Regions from separate parts of the Rattus norvegicus genome. Here all the other regions are linked to region 1. The links are chromatin contacts, called in public Hi-C maps. All regions are on one chromosome and are shown on one strand. Each heading gives the region's core, a stretch centred on a gene start, on an enhancer-like site or on the middle of the called end of the contact. The rest is flanking DNA. Distances are from core to core; before and after follow the strand shown. Region 1 has its middle 47 kb from the start of Adgrl2. Region 2 has its middle 210 kb from the start of Adgrl2. Region 3 has its middle 190 kb from the start of Adgrl2.

Region 1 (3,959 bases), core at 608-3,107:
CCAATCTTTCAAGTCCAAATACCTTATATCCGAGAACCAGAAATAAAATTTTTTAAACGTTTTTTGGTTTCCTTGGCCTTCCAAACGACCACAACCTGTATCAATGCTATCTCAAAGAGCAAATTAATTAATGGAAATTTCCAGAGACGTAGTAGACATTGTGCCGTCACTTTACATGTTAATTTTTTCGTTCTCTTTCACGTTCTATCTTTTCCTGAAATTCTCTGGGAATACAGCAGAATACTAGTTCATAGTGTCAAGGAAACCATACCGGTTCTCCCTACACCTGTCTTTGATGATTGGGAGTTGGGGTCTTCTGGAACCATCATAATGGCCGTATTTAACGTTGCCTGCTACACATTTCTGCAATGCTGGTTCTACTTGTTCTCCACCACAGTAGTTCCTTAGACCATGCTTATAAATTATCAGCATACCTCAGATGCTACAGACTGCTGGAGCAGAACAAGGCTAGCCCACACATGCAGTTTTGTTTGCCCCGCAGACACAAGGTCGAATAGTCTTTTGGTTTTTAATCTGTTATTTGTCAACTGAAAACTGAGATTTGGAGAGTGGGAATGTAGCTCAGGGTGGAGCACTGACTAGCACGTGTCAGATCCTTGTTTGGTGGTGGGCAATTGAGAGGTTATGTATTTTTAGCTTCTGGGGCTCAAGGCAAGGGTTCCTGAGAGCATGGTTTATTTGTAACCTCACAGCACCCTTGAGTATGGGATTTTTCTTGGTAAACAGATATCCGGGCACCAACGTACAAGTTCCCCATGAATCCCGTTGCCTCCTGCAGACCTAAAGTATCTCCTGCGTGAGTCACCCAGTTTCTGCCAGTGCCTCTTGTCCTCTCGGAATGGCATTAAAGGAAACAGAAGTGCATCTTGACCCGAGTCTCTATTCTGTGGAGAGTGGGAAGTCAGAGCATCAGGACTGGATGGGAGCTGGGGAGAAGGTAAGAGCCATGCAGTGCAGGCCTGGGAACCTGAATGGATCTCACAGGATTCATGGAAATGCTAGCATAACAGGATGTGCTTGTCACACCGGTGCTGGAGAGGCAGAGACAGGAGGATCCCGGCTTAGCTTTGTTAGCAAGCCATTCTAGCCCGGTCGGCAAGCTCCATATATTCCAGAACCAGTGTCTCAAACCGGAATGTGGAGAACGGTGAAGAGCACTGACATTGAGCTTTGGCCTCTCTCTGTATGTGAGCTCTCCAACACGAGCTCGGGTGCACATGCACACAAATACGCATATGTCTACATAAGTGCACACATATATACATGAATATATATGTACACACAAGCACACAAGGTCTTTACTTTTGACCCACTTTCCTTTCATGCCTTTCCTTTTTCCTCCAGGAAACGAGGAGCCTCTTTATATGCTTCAGTAGACACTCCTTTATATTCTGAGCAAACATGTGGATCGCATGTCCCCGTCTAAGACATGCAGAAACGTACAAAGTAACAGTGAACGTGCTTTCCTGTGTTCAAAGGGTTCACGGTGATACTAGCAGATTTGTTACTCGCAATTCGCACGGTGAATCGTTCTGCTTACCGATTGGCTGGAGTTCACAGGGCCTCAGTTTTCTCCTAGCTGGTTGCTAACTCCCCACAACCCTATACTGTCTTAGTCTTGCCTTACACGTTGTTTTGTTTGCACCACCCCCAACCCCCATGTTTATCAGAAGCAAATGCTATTTCTCATTACTCTTGCACCATGCCATACCCGGTAATTATGTTCCACCCAGGAAGGACACGTGAAAGAAATCAGACACTTCCCACCCACAGACAGAAGCAAACAACCTTCTCAGGACTGTTGCCAACTGCAGAGGTTACTAGCCATTGCTCAACCAATGAGTAGGACTCATGGCAGAGACAGCCAAACACGAATGTTTTAAGGCAAACAAGCTAGACTTTTACTTAAAGCCACAAGGGATTGATAGCCCCACACAGGCTAATTCTATTTTTCAAAGGAGAATATTTACTTAGAATCTGGGCAACCTACAGAACCTGAGTTAAGACTCATTTTCAATACCCCAATTCAGCATGTTTCCTGCTGATATCACTGATACTCCTCTTGTTTATTTGGGTTTTTGGTTGTGTGTGTGTGTGTGTGTGTGTGTGTGTGTGTGTGTATGTATGTGTGTTTGTGTATGTGTGTGTGTGTGTGTATGTATGTGTGTTTGTGTATGTGTGTGCACGTGTGTGTGTTTGTGTGTGTATGTGCATGTGTATGTGTATATGTGTTTGTGTATGTGTGTGTGTTTGTGTGCATGTTTGTGTGTGTGTTTGTATATGTATGTGTGTTTGTATGTGTGTGTATGTGCATGTATATGTGTATATGTGTTTGTTTATGTGTGTGTGTTTGTGTATATGTTTGTTTGTGTGTGTGTGTGTGTGTGTGTGTGTGTGTTTGGTTTTTTAGATTTTTGATTTTGAGACTGAGCTTTTCCATGTGGCCCTGAAACTCACTCTAGACCAGGCTGGCCTTGAACTCAGAAATCCACCTGCCTCTGCCTCTTGAATGCTGGGATTAAAGGCATGCACCACCACCGCCCGGCTGATGTTTACTCTTAATTTACTTTATGGTCACTGTTTCCCCGTACAGATTTCCGGTGTAATTGTAGGTGAAGAAAGCTTCTCATGGAATGTCACTCCATCAGTTTATAATCTGGAAAGTGTGATCATCATGAATGTCTGCACAGCATGAGAACCCTTTAGAGAAATAATGCTCATTTTTAAAGGTATCTGTAAGTTATCTGTAAAATTTGGTGATCCTGGATATTAAGCCAAGGATCTCACATACAGTGTGGCCTCTCCTCCACTGAGCCAAGTCACACATTGCGGGCTACAGAGTACCTTTTCTAACATGTTGAAATACGGGATAATATGTTATTTCTAAAAAATTATATTTTGTAGTATTGATGGACTACTGCTCTCTTCAAGAAGTTCCATCTACTTTTAATAACTGACATTTTCCTTACTTTTGTTTCAGAGCACGTGATACTATACCTGCCAGATATTGTGCTATTAAAACTTCAGTAGAACAATTATCCTATTAGTTGATGTGTAGATTCCATTAAATGGAAATCATTACAAATACCTTCCTGTCTGGAAACCAATACTGGCATCTATGATCATGTTAGCCTAGTCTAAAGTAAATTGACCAAGAAGGATGGCGCCCGCACCTAAATCCCAGGACTTGGGGCACTGAGACAGGAGGATAAAGTGTTCAAGACCAGCCTAATCTACACAGTTAGTTCAGGTCGAGCCTAGATGGCTTCCTTAATCTAGGCTGGGGAGGCAGCTCCAAAGGGAAATGGTTACTGAGCAACTGTATTCTGGCTTCGGATTCCTCAAACCCTTATCAAACTAGGCACAGCAGAGCCAGTCAGTAGTTCCCAAGCTTCTGAGGTGAGATGGGAAATGGAGACAGAAACTGGAGGGCTAGCCTGATCTATAGAGTAATGAGAATTGGAGGACAAGGATCAAACAAGGAGGATGGTGAGAATCAGCAGCCATTGTGGCTCTCAGATACATGTATGTATGTATGTATGTATGTATGCATGTATGTATCTCTCTCTCTCTCTCACACACACACACACACACATTTAATGTTTAATTTATGAAGACCCTGTCTCAAAAGAAATGGTTCTTTCTTTTCATCAGGCAAGGCTCTTAAAAAATGGCATTAATACGATTAAATTTCCATTAATTATAGCATCTATTTTTTAATTCTTTCGTCTCATTTCTACTAATCTGACAAACTGAAAAAATAAGAGATAAAAATCAATAAGTTGAATGAGTGATTAGACCAATTTCTTAGTTCATACAGGAAACATAGAAGGAAAGAAACCTGTTCTCCCCTATCGTTTATAGCTCTCGACAGAAGATGTATTTTAAAAAGTAAAATGTCTTCTTGTGCTTCCTAACGAGCCAATGAACCCACACCT
Region 2 (3,959 bases), core at 833-3,332, 160 kb after region 1:
GAAGTATTTGTCTGAATTTACAGAGACTTCTTCACACAGTTAGTATGTCTCTATCCGACAGAGTCACATCAGTTCACTTCGAGTAGAAAGACGGCCCAATACTCAAAGGTTCTGGCCTTCTTCCTGAGCATAGTGCGGTGGTTGTGGAGGGGTAAACCTTGCTGAGTTCAGTTAACTCTGTTCTGCCCACCACGCCACTCTTACGTCTGAGTCTCAGAGGTACCTGCTGTAACACCCAGAATAAAGATGGCTGATTTCTGCCTCTAGGATTAGGCTGGGTACGCAAATAAAGGGACCAAGAGTTGCTGCTGCAAAGTTCCTTCCATAAGCAGACTTCAGAGGAAGATGGCTAAGGAGACTGGAGCTAAAGATCCCAGCATTTTCCTCTGGCTTAATATGTAACCAAACCTGGCGGGTTCAATCCTTAGCAGAAAGGAAGAAGGAGTAGGAAGAAGAGGAGAACCAGGAGGAGAGGAGGGGAAGGAGGAAGAGAAGGGAGGAGGAGGGGGGAGAAGGAGGAAGAAGAGGAGGGGGAGGGGGAGGAGGAGGAAGAGGAGGAGGAGTGGGAGGAGGGGAAGGAAGAAGAGGAGGGGGAGGAGGAAGAGGGGGGATAAGTACGATAAGTAGCGTAAGATAAGGCGTTATTGAGAAGCAGAACTGCAGGATGAAGAGAAATGAGGACTTCTACCACTCAACCCACACAGCTTCCCCCACAGGACAGGAGCCAAAGACAAAGATCAGGAGGGGAGCCTCGCCCATCCTCACCCTCTTTTGCCTGCTGAGGAAGAAAGCCTCCCTGCTTTCCTGGTAGGGCAGGTAATTTTCATTAAGTTTGAAATTCACAGGGAGCAACTGTGCTTAAATCTTTTAAAAGTGAGTCTTGTTATTTAAACACTCAGAAACATTAGTCATGGCCAGACAGATAGGAAAGGGGCAGGCAGGACAGGCTTTGTAAGGAGCAGCAGTTCAGGGTCGGGGAGAGAGCTTAGGCGCTTAGGTGCTTGTGAGTCCCAGCATCTGAGTTTGATCCTGTTTTAAAATCCTGGCCTGGTAAGGTTTGCTTATGACCACGACGATGGGGATGTAGAGACAGGAGCAGCTGCTGGACCTCGCTGACCACTAGGCAGGTTCTGAGGTAATCAGGGACCAATCACGCTGTTTCACTTCGTCTCACCTTGTTGTAGGTGAACAGCCGCAGAGGAGCCATAGGAAAGGTTGACCTCTGACCTTACAGGCCCACGCCCACTCCCTGTCTCACACAAAGCCGCAGGTGAACATGGAAATACCTGCTCACCACTCACAGCAAATTCGGGGTAGAAAACCAAGACTCTGAATCCTGTGGGTTGCCGCTCAAATTTCAACAAAATTAGGTCAAAATATTTTTATCAACATAAATGTCCCATCACCAGAAGCAGGACACACACACACACACACACACACACAGAGAGAGAGAGAGAGAGAGAGAGAGAGAGAGAGAGAGAGAGAGAGAGAGATTAAATCTAAGGAGTCTAGACATGAAGGGGTTTGGGGAGGCTGAGCTGTTGCCTGCACAAGGCCTTGCATAACCAGAAGTGAGTTCCCCAAATCAGGGGAGTGGGTTCCCCAAAGTAGGAATCAGGTCCTTCTGAGAAGACAGTATGGTCACGTGACCATACTTTGGCCCATTTTCTTATCCTTTTGTGCCCTTCCACTTTCTGCCAGGAGGTAATAGAAGTGATGTCATAAGAAGGACTCCCAAGATCCCTGGCACCTGGACTTCGCTCCTTGAGAACCGCCTCCAGCCTTCTGTGACAGCAACCCCACAAGGCTCACACGGACAAAGCACTGAGTTCGCTCGTACATTTAAATGGTGGCCCAAAGAGATGAACGCAGATGCCAAAACAAGACCTTCTCATCGAAAGCTCCTGTCACTTCGTCTTGCCAACTAAACGAGTCTGTGAACCGACTGAAGAGACAAGTACGTCGCCTCGGTTATGTTGCCCCGTGGTTGTCTCAGATATTAATTAGTTATGACCACAGTTGCCCCAGTACTGGATATACCAGAGCGTGACTCACTCCCATGTTGAAACAATGGCCTCCTAGAACTGTTAATGATTTCAGAGAAGATTTCCCAATTACTCAGAGCAGACACTGTTGCGCAAAACCGAGTTACCCTTAGAGTCACAGTTTAGGTCCCACAAACTTGAGAGACTTTATCTAACAGTCACACAGGTCACAGTCCTGCAGGTCTTCCTGGGACTTCACAGTTGAGAAGCACCTGCTAAAGATCTCTCCACGGAGGCTTTTGCTGACCTTCATTTAGGCGTCCATTGCTTTGTGATCCTCAGTTACATCTCTCGGTGGTAAGGTGGCCAGGAGGTCATGTTTCCCTGCTCTGCTGGTACTCAGGACTGACAACAGCACAGCATTTGTGATCCTGTGGTACAGGTACATGCAGAGGTGTCTCTTACTGTCCTAGGCTCTCTCTGAAGGCAGAGACCAGTGTTCTGTACATTATATCTCGAGGCTTGGTCTCTCACTGAACTTGAAGTTAACCATAAGGACCCTCCTGTGTATGTCACTCCAGTGCTTGGCTTTGTAGGTGAGTGCCAGGGTTGGCCTCAGGTCCTCAGTGTGTGAGGCAGGCATGTTATGGCACCAACTGAACCATCTTCCACATCCCAGAAGGATTTATAACGCAGAAAGGCTGTGATCACTCTTGGGCTGACAGTAACTGAAACCTTCAAAGTCATTGTCTTCTGAAAGCTTCTGTCATTGGATGTCTTGTTGACAGTAAAAATTTCTTTCCAAACAAAACAAAACAAGCAAACCCCCCAAATTTCCTAATATCTCTGCTTATCCAGAGAGGTTTTTAAATTTCTAAGGGAAGCACGTTGTAGTTGGTGAGATCCACTCTCACCTGAGGCAAGCCAGTTCCTACCAACTCCTAAGGCGTTCCAGTCAACCCACCAACTTGAAATAGAAAAGGGAGTTGAATAAATGTTTTTAAAAACCCCAACTGCCGAAAAGTTCTGTAATATAATCTAAAATAAACATACCAACTTAACTTCCACGTGTAAAAAAAGAGACTAGCAGGTTTTTAAAAACCATCAGCAGAATAAATATTTATGGAGCAGAGTGACAACCCGAGGTACCGAAAGCTTTGGCACACGCTGTCTTAGTTAATGTTTGACGGGCACTTCCACTCATGATTCTTCAGGGGGCTCACCGAAGAGTTTCCTTTATTATTTTCAGAAGAGAATTAGGTCATGACCCCCCCCCTTTCCAGATGTTTCCCTCATCACATAATTGTGATGGTTCTTCCAAGTCTCCCATTGCTCAATTCCTATTTCAGTGTTTATGGAGCAATGATTTATAAAGACAAAGAAGAGTGGGAGAAGCCAAGCAGTTGATAGGGACTGGTCATATTTCATATAGATCCAATGTCGACAATCATAGATTTTAGTGTCATTATATACTCAAAAGTATTAGCTGAGGCAATAACTCCATCGGTAAAAATTCCCTCATGAAGACCTGAAATCAGATCCTTGGTACACATGTGGGAAGCCAGGCTTTTAGACAAGTGTCTATGATGTCCTCCGAGATGCCAGAGACAGGAGGAACTCTGGAGTTATCATCGAATCAATGTGGAGCTCTGGCTTAAGTGAGATACCCTGTCTCCAACTATGCCATGGGAGCAACAATGAAAAGAACTGACTGTTACCTGTGGCCTCTACACACACACATATGTCCACAGACGCAGATCAACCCTACCTGCCCACGTGCACATGCACACGCGATCACAAGCACGCCCCACACGCAGCATGAATTTTAAGGTTTATTTATAAATCTAGTAACTGAAAACCGAAAATCATTTCTAGCAGTGGATGTAAGCACAGAGCAAACACCACTCATGACTCTGCACAGAAATAGTTTGTACAGAATAGTTCCAACTGCATGTGGAAATTTGTACTGTCATC
Region 3 (3,959 bases), core at 1,071-3,570, 140 kb after region 1:
TTTTAAATTCTACAATACTTATATTATTTACCTTTCTATTGCTGTGATAAATGTCATGACCAGGGCAACTTATGAATGGAAGGGTTTATTTGGGGCTTCCAGTTTCAGAAAGGTAATATTTCCACCTCCATTGTGGGAAAGCACTGCTAATTAAGGTCAAAGTATAACATTACTGGAAAGTCCTTGTTGCAAAATGGAGGCTGCTTTTACCAGCAGGACTTTTCCTTCTCTGACCTTGTCTCCAAACCACGATACCCTCTACCCTCCTAATGTCACTTAGCCTTGGTTAGGTCACAGGTTCAACTTCCTTTCTCCCAATCAGCAAGCACCTGAGAGTCCTGGAATGCCTCCCACATGCTAAGGAGGTATCTCAGTGCCATCCCCTTCAGTCAGCAACCTCTGCCCACCCTGGCTATTTAAATCTCCTCACCCAAAACGACATAAACCTCGATTCACCCTATATAAAGTTGATCGGTCTCCCGGAAGCTGATTGTAAATGACGTCATTTTGTTCATACCATCTGAAGCCTGTGTCATCTACTCTGTTCCCTTCATCCTCGTGGGCCAGTGACCAGTGACCCCTGGGAGAAGGGAGACCCACATTCCACCAACATCATGGAGAGGAAGCATGGAACAAGCAAGTGCCACAAGAGCAAGCAAGTGCCACAAGAGCTGGCAGGAACAGCTAAGGGCTCTTGTCTCGTGTATAGCAAGCAGGAAATAGAGAAAAGAAACTGGAAATGGTATGTGCCTTTGGAGACCACAAAATCCAGCCTCCAGTAACAAACTTCCTCCATCTAGGTCAGACCACCCAGTCCTACGCAAACAGTGCCACAAACCAGAGGCCAGCCTTCAAGTGACCAAGCATGTGGGACGTTTCATCCCAACCCTCACACTTACGCTGTATATTCTCACACAGGTTCCTTTACGTGCCCACTGAAGGAGACACCTTCTCCTGCTGTCTGTCATTGCTCTGTTGTTACTAACTTAGTTCTTGTTGAAGCATTCAGTCCAAAGTTCCTCTTGTGGACACTTATGTCGGCCTGAAACAATTCCTGCCTATCAGAGGCCTAATCCAAGGGGAAGCACCAGATCAGTGTTCTTCCTGCAGAAATGGAAAACTTTGGTTCCTTGTTAGACCCGTGTCTGATTCCGAATCAGACTCTGCTTTCTATACAGATTATCCATAATGTTTCTCAAGTGGGAAAAGGCCGATGAGGTTCAGAATAAAACAACTGTCTCTAACCCGGGCCCCTGGCTGGTCAGAAGCGCTCACAGTCCCTTTAAATTCTGCCTTATCCAGATTGATTAAAGGACTTGAATTATAAACATAAAATGAAACAGCACGTCAGAAGCATTACAAAACCAGCAAGGCTGTTGTCAAAGATTATCGAATAACTTGGGAAAACGTGTTTTGTTATAGTGTTTGAAAATGCAGACCCAGAAGGGCAGGGAGTGCCAGAGTTTGTGTGAGGGCATACACACTAGACCAGTGCAACTGGACAGGGGTAACTCATAACTTCTCACAGCTCCTTTTTGGTGATGGCTTATTTCCTACAACAATACTTATTTGATCTAAAGCAAGGAGGTAAAATCTATTTATACAAATGTTCTTTCTGCTCTGTGTGTAATATGTGTATGTATGTGTAGTGTGTGTGTGTGTGTGTGTGTATGTGTGTGTGTATGGTGGTGTGTATATTGGTGTGTTTGTGTATGTGTGTATGGTGTGTGTATAGTGGTGTGTGTATGTGTAGAGTGTAGGTAGTGGTGTGTGTGTACAGTGGTGTGTGTGTGTATGTGTGTATAGTGGTGGTGTGTATATTGGTGTGTTTGTGTGTGTGTGTATGTGTGTGTATGGTGGTGTGTATATTGGTGTGTTTGTGTATGTGTGTATGGTGTGTGTATAGTGGTGTGTGTATGTGTAGAGTGTATGTAGTGGTGTGTGTGTACAGTGGTGTGTGTGTGTATGTGTGTATAGTGGTGGTGGGGGGTAAGATATTGGCTCAGGGGTCTTTCTTGATTTTTTTCATCTTAATTTTTTAAATTTTCATTTATTTTATGTATGTGAATACACTCTCCCTCTCTTTGGACACATCAGAAGAGGGCATCAGATCTCATTACAGATGGTTCTGAGCCACCCTGTAGTTGCTGGAAATTGAACTTAGGACCTCTGGAAGAGCAGATAGTTCTCTTATCTGCTGAGTCATCTCTCCAGCCCTTTTTTATCTTAATTTTAAAAGCAGGGTGTCTAGCTGAAGGTGAAGCTTGTCCGTTTGAATATATTTGGATGGCACTTGGCTTTTATGTGGGGTTCTCTGGAGCCAAACTCAGGTCCTCTTGCTTGCATGACAGGTACCTACCTGCCGGAGAGATCTTCCTAGCCTCTTTCTTTCTACGTTCATCTCTATTCCCCATACTAGAAATGGGATTTGAGAGGGGAAATGGCAGTGGAGTGGGGAGGGTCCGTCTTCAGGTTTAACAAGTTGTAGAGGCAAAAATATAAATGCACAACAAATCACATCTAGGAACAGAGGAGGAAGTGGGCGAGTGAACAGAGCTGAACTAGATTCCAAGCAGACTTTGTCCTTTCATTAGATTAGGCAAAAGTTAGATTATTAACTATTGCAACAGCCGAAAAACAACCACAGACTCAGAAGCCTAACACACAGAGACATCTGTTTCACACAGCTCTGAAGAACCTAGACAGGATCTCACAAGGCTGTGAGCTGACCGTCAGCTAGGCGACCAGACAGAGCGAGTTAGAATTCTGTCTACACTCTAAGGCAGAGAAGTTCCCACATGAGGGTGTGGACAACTCAGATCCATCCATCTTGGCATGCTGATTACCACAGAGATCCAAGTACCTGGAGCAGACTGCCATGCGTAGTCTGTGGCAGATCGGGAAGATGGGCTTTGCCTCCCTCCCTGGGACTTCTTGGATGAAGCTATTGTCACCATGGAGGAGAGACGCAGGTGTCACACTTTGTTCTCACCGCTATTCGGATTCTGGTGAGAAACTTGAGGCTGTAACCCAGGCTCCCATTGTTCATTTCACCGTTCCACGATGGTCCTGACGCATCACTCGCCAAGAAGGCCTTTCCTGGTAACACGTTCACAAGCTCTGCTTTCCTGATTGCCAGTGGAGGGCACTTCCACTTCATCCTGAACTTATATATTTAAACACCTACTTAGAAGTGCTACCAGACTAATCAGGGAGTGCTCGCATCAAATTATTCTTTCATAGTTTTGGATCGTTCTGTTCAATGATCTATTCCATGAAACTTGCCTTACTTGAGGGCAGAACACATCTCTCACATCAATATAAGGCAGCACTGGGTGCCCTGTGGGTGTGTTATTTAATTTCATTGATTACTCGAACCTCGAAGATAGAGACAGAACAACAAAAGGCTCACTTCCATAATGACAGTGAAGTCGGACTCAAACGTCAGCGGACTCCAGTGGAACGTTCCAGTGCTCCAATATCGATGAACATGTTACTTCCCTTGCCCACTGCTTATGGCTACTCATGTAGTATTGCTATGTAAGTGCACCCTAAGCATGCTGAAGGCAGAAGACAGCACTGGGTCCCCTGGAGCTAGAGTTAGAGCCGGTTGTGAGCTGTGGGGCGCTAGGATTTGAACTTAGATTTTCTAAGAGCACTCAGTATTGTTAACACTGAGCCGTGTCTCTGGCCCTTGTAATAATGTTCTTTAACGTGATCGTTTCGCTTGGCGAGAATCTAAGTAACACAATCCATGGAACATGCACATCATATGTGAGTTACGTGCTTTACCTTTTAATTCTTGTTTCTATTAAGTTTTTATTTGGTGTGTGTGTGTGTGTGTGTGTGTGTGTGTGTGTGTGTGTGTGTGTGTGTGTGTGTGTGTTTCAGAAGACAACTTTCAGGAGTGAGTTTTCTCCTTCTACGCTTTGGGTCACAGGGGTTACCCAATTCAGCCT

The links. A called contact is a pair of places that touch in the nucleus more often than the background predicts.
Region 2: a contact with region 1 is called in a Hi-C map of liver, with 7 times the contacts expected there. The contact joins two enhancer-like sites. A contact is called at or near these places in 2 of 12 Hi-C or Micro-C datasets (both in liver).
Region 3: a contact with region 1 is called in a Hi-C map of liver, with 4 times the contacts expected there. The contact joins two enhancer-like sites. A contact is called at or near these places in 2 of 12 Hi-C or Micro-C datasets (kidney and liver).

Annotation. Positions count from the first base shown.
Region 1 is chr2:240,539,999-240,543,957 of GRCr8, forward strand. It overlaps a transcript of Adgrl2 not described here. Among named protein-coding and RNA genes, the nearest start is that of Adgrl2, 47 kb to the left of the region's middle. Within about 2 kb of position 1,858, at least 2 of the 93 cell types and tissues checked have an H3K27ac peak or open chromatin away from gene starts, as enhancers often do. A contact at or near this core is called in liver, where this site is marked.
Region 2 is chr2:240,704,674-240,708,632 of GRCr8, forward strand. It overlaps a transcript of Adgrl2 not described here. Among named protein-coding and RNA genes, the nearest start is that of Adgrl2, 210 kb to the left of the region's middle. Within about 2 kb of position 2,083, at least 8 of the 93 cell types and tissues checked have an H3K27ac peak or open chromatin away from gene starts, as enhancers often do. A contact at or near this core is called in liver, where this site is marked.
Region 3 is chr2:240,682,246-240,686,204 of GRCr8, forward strand. It overlaps a transcript of Adgrl2 not described here. Among named protein-coding and RNA genes, the nearest start is that of Adgrl2, 190 kb to the left of the region's middle. Within about 2 kb of position 2,321, at least 2 of the 93 cell types and tissues checked have an H3K27ac peak or open chromatin away from gene starts, as enhancers often do. A contact at or near this core is called in liver, where this site is marked.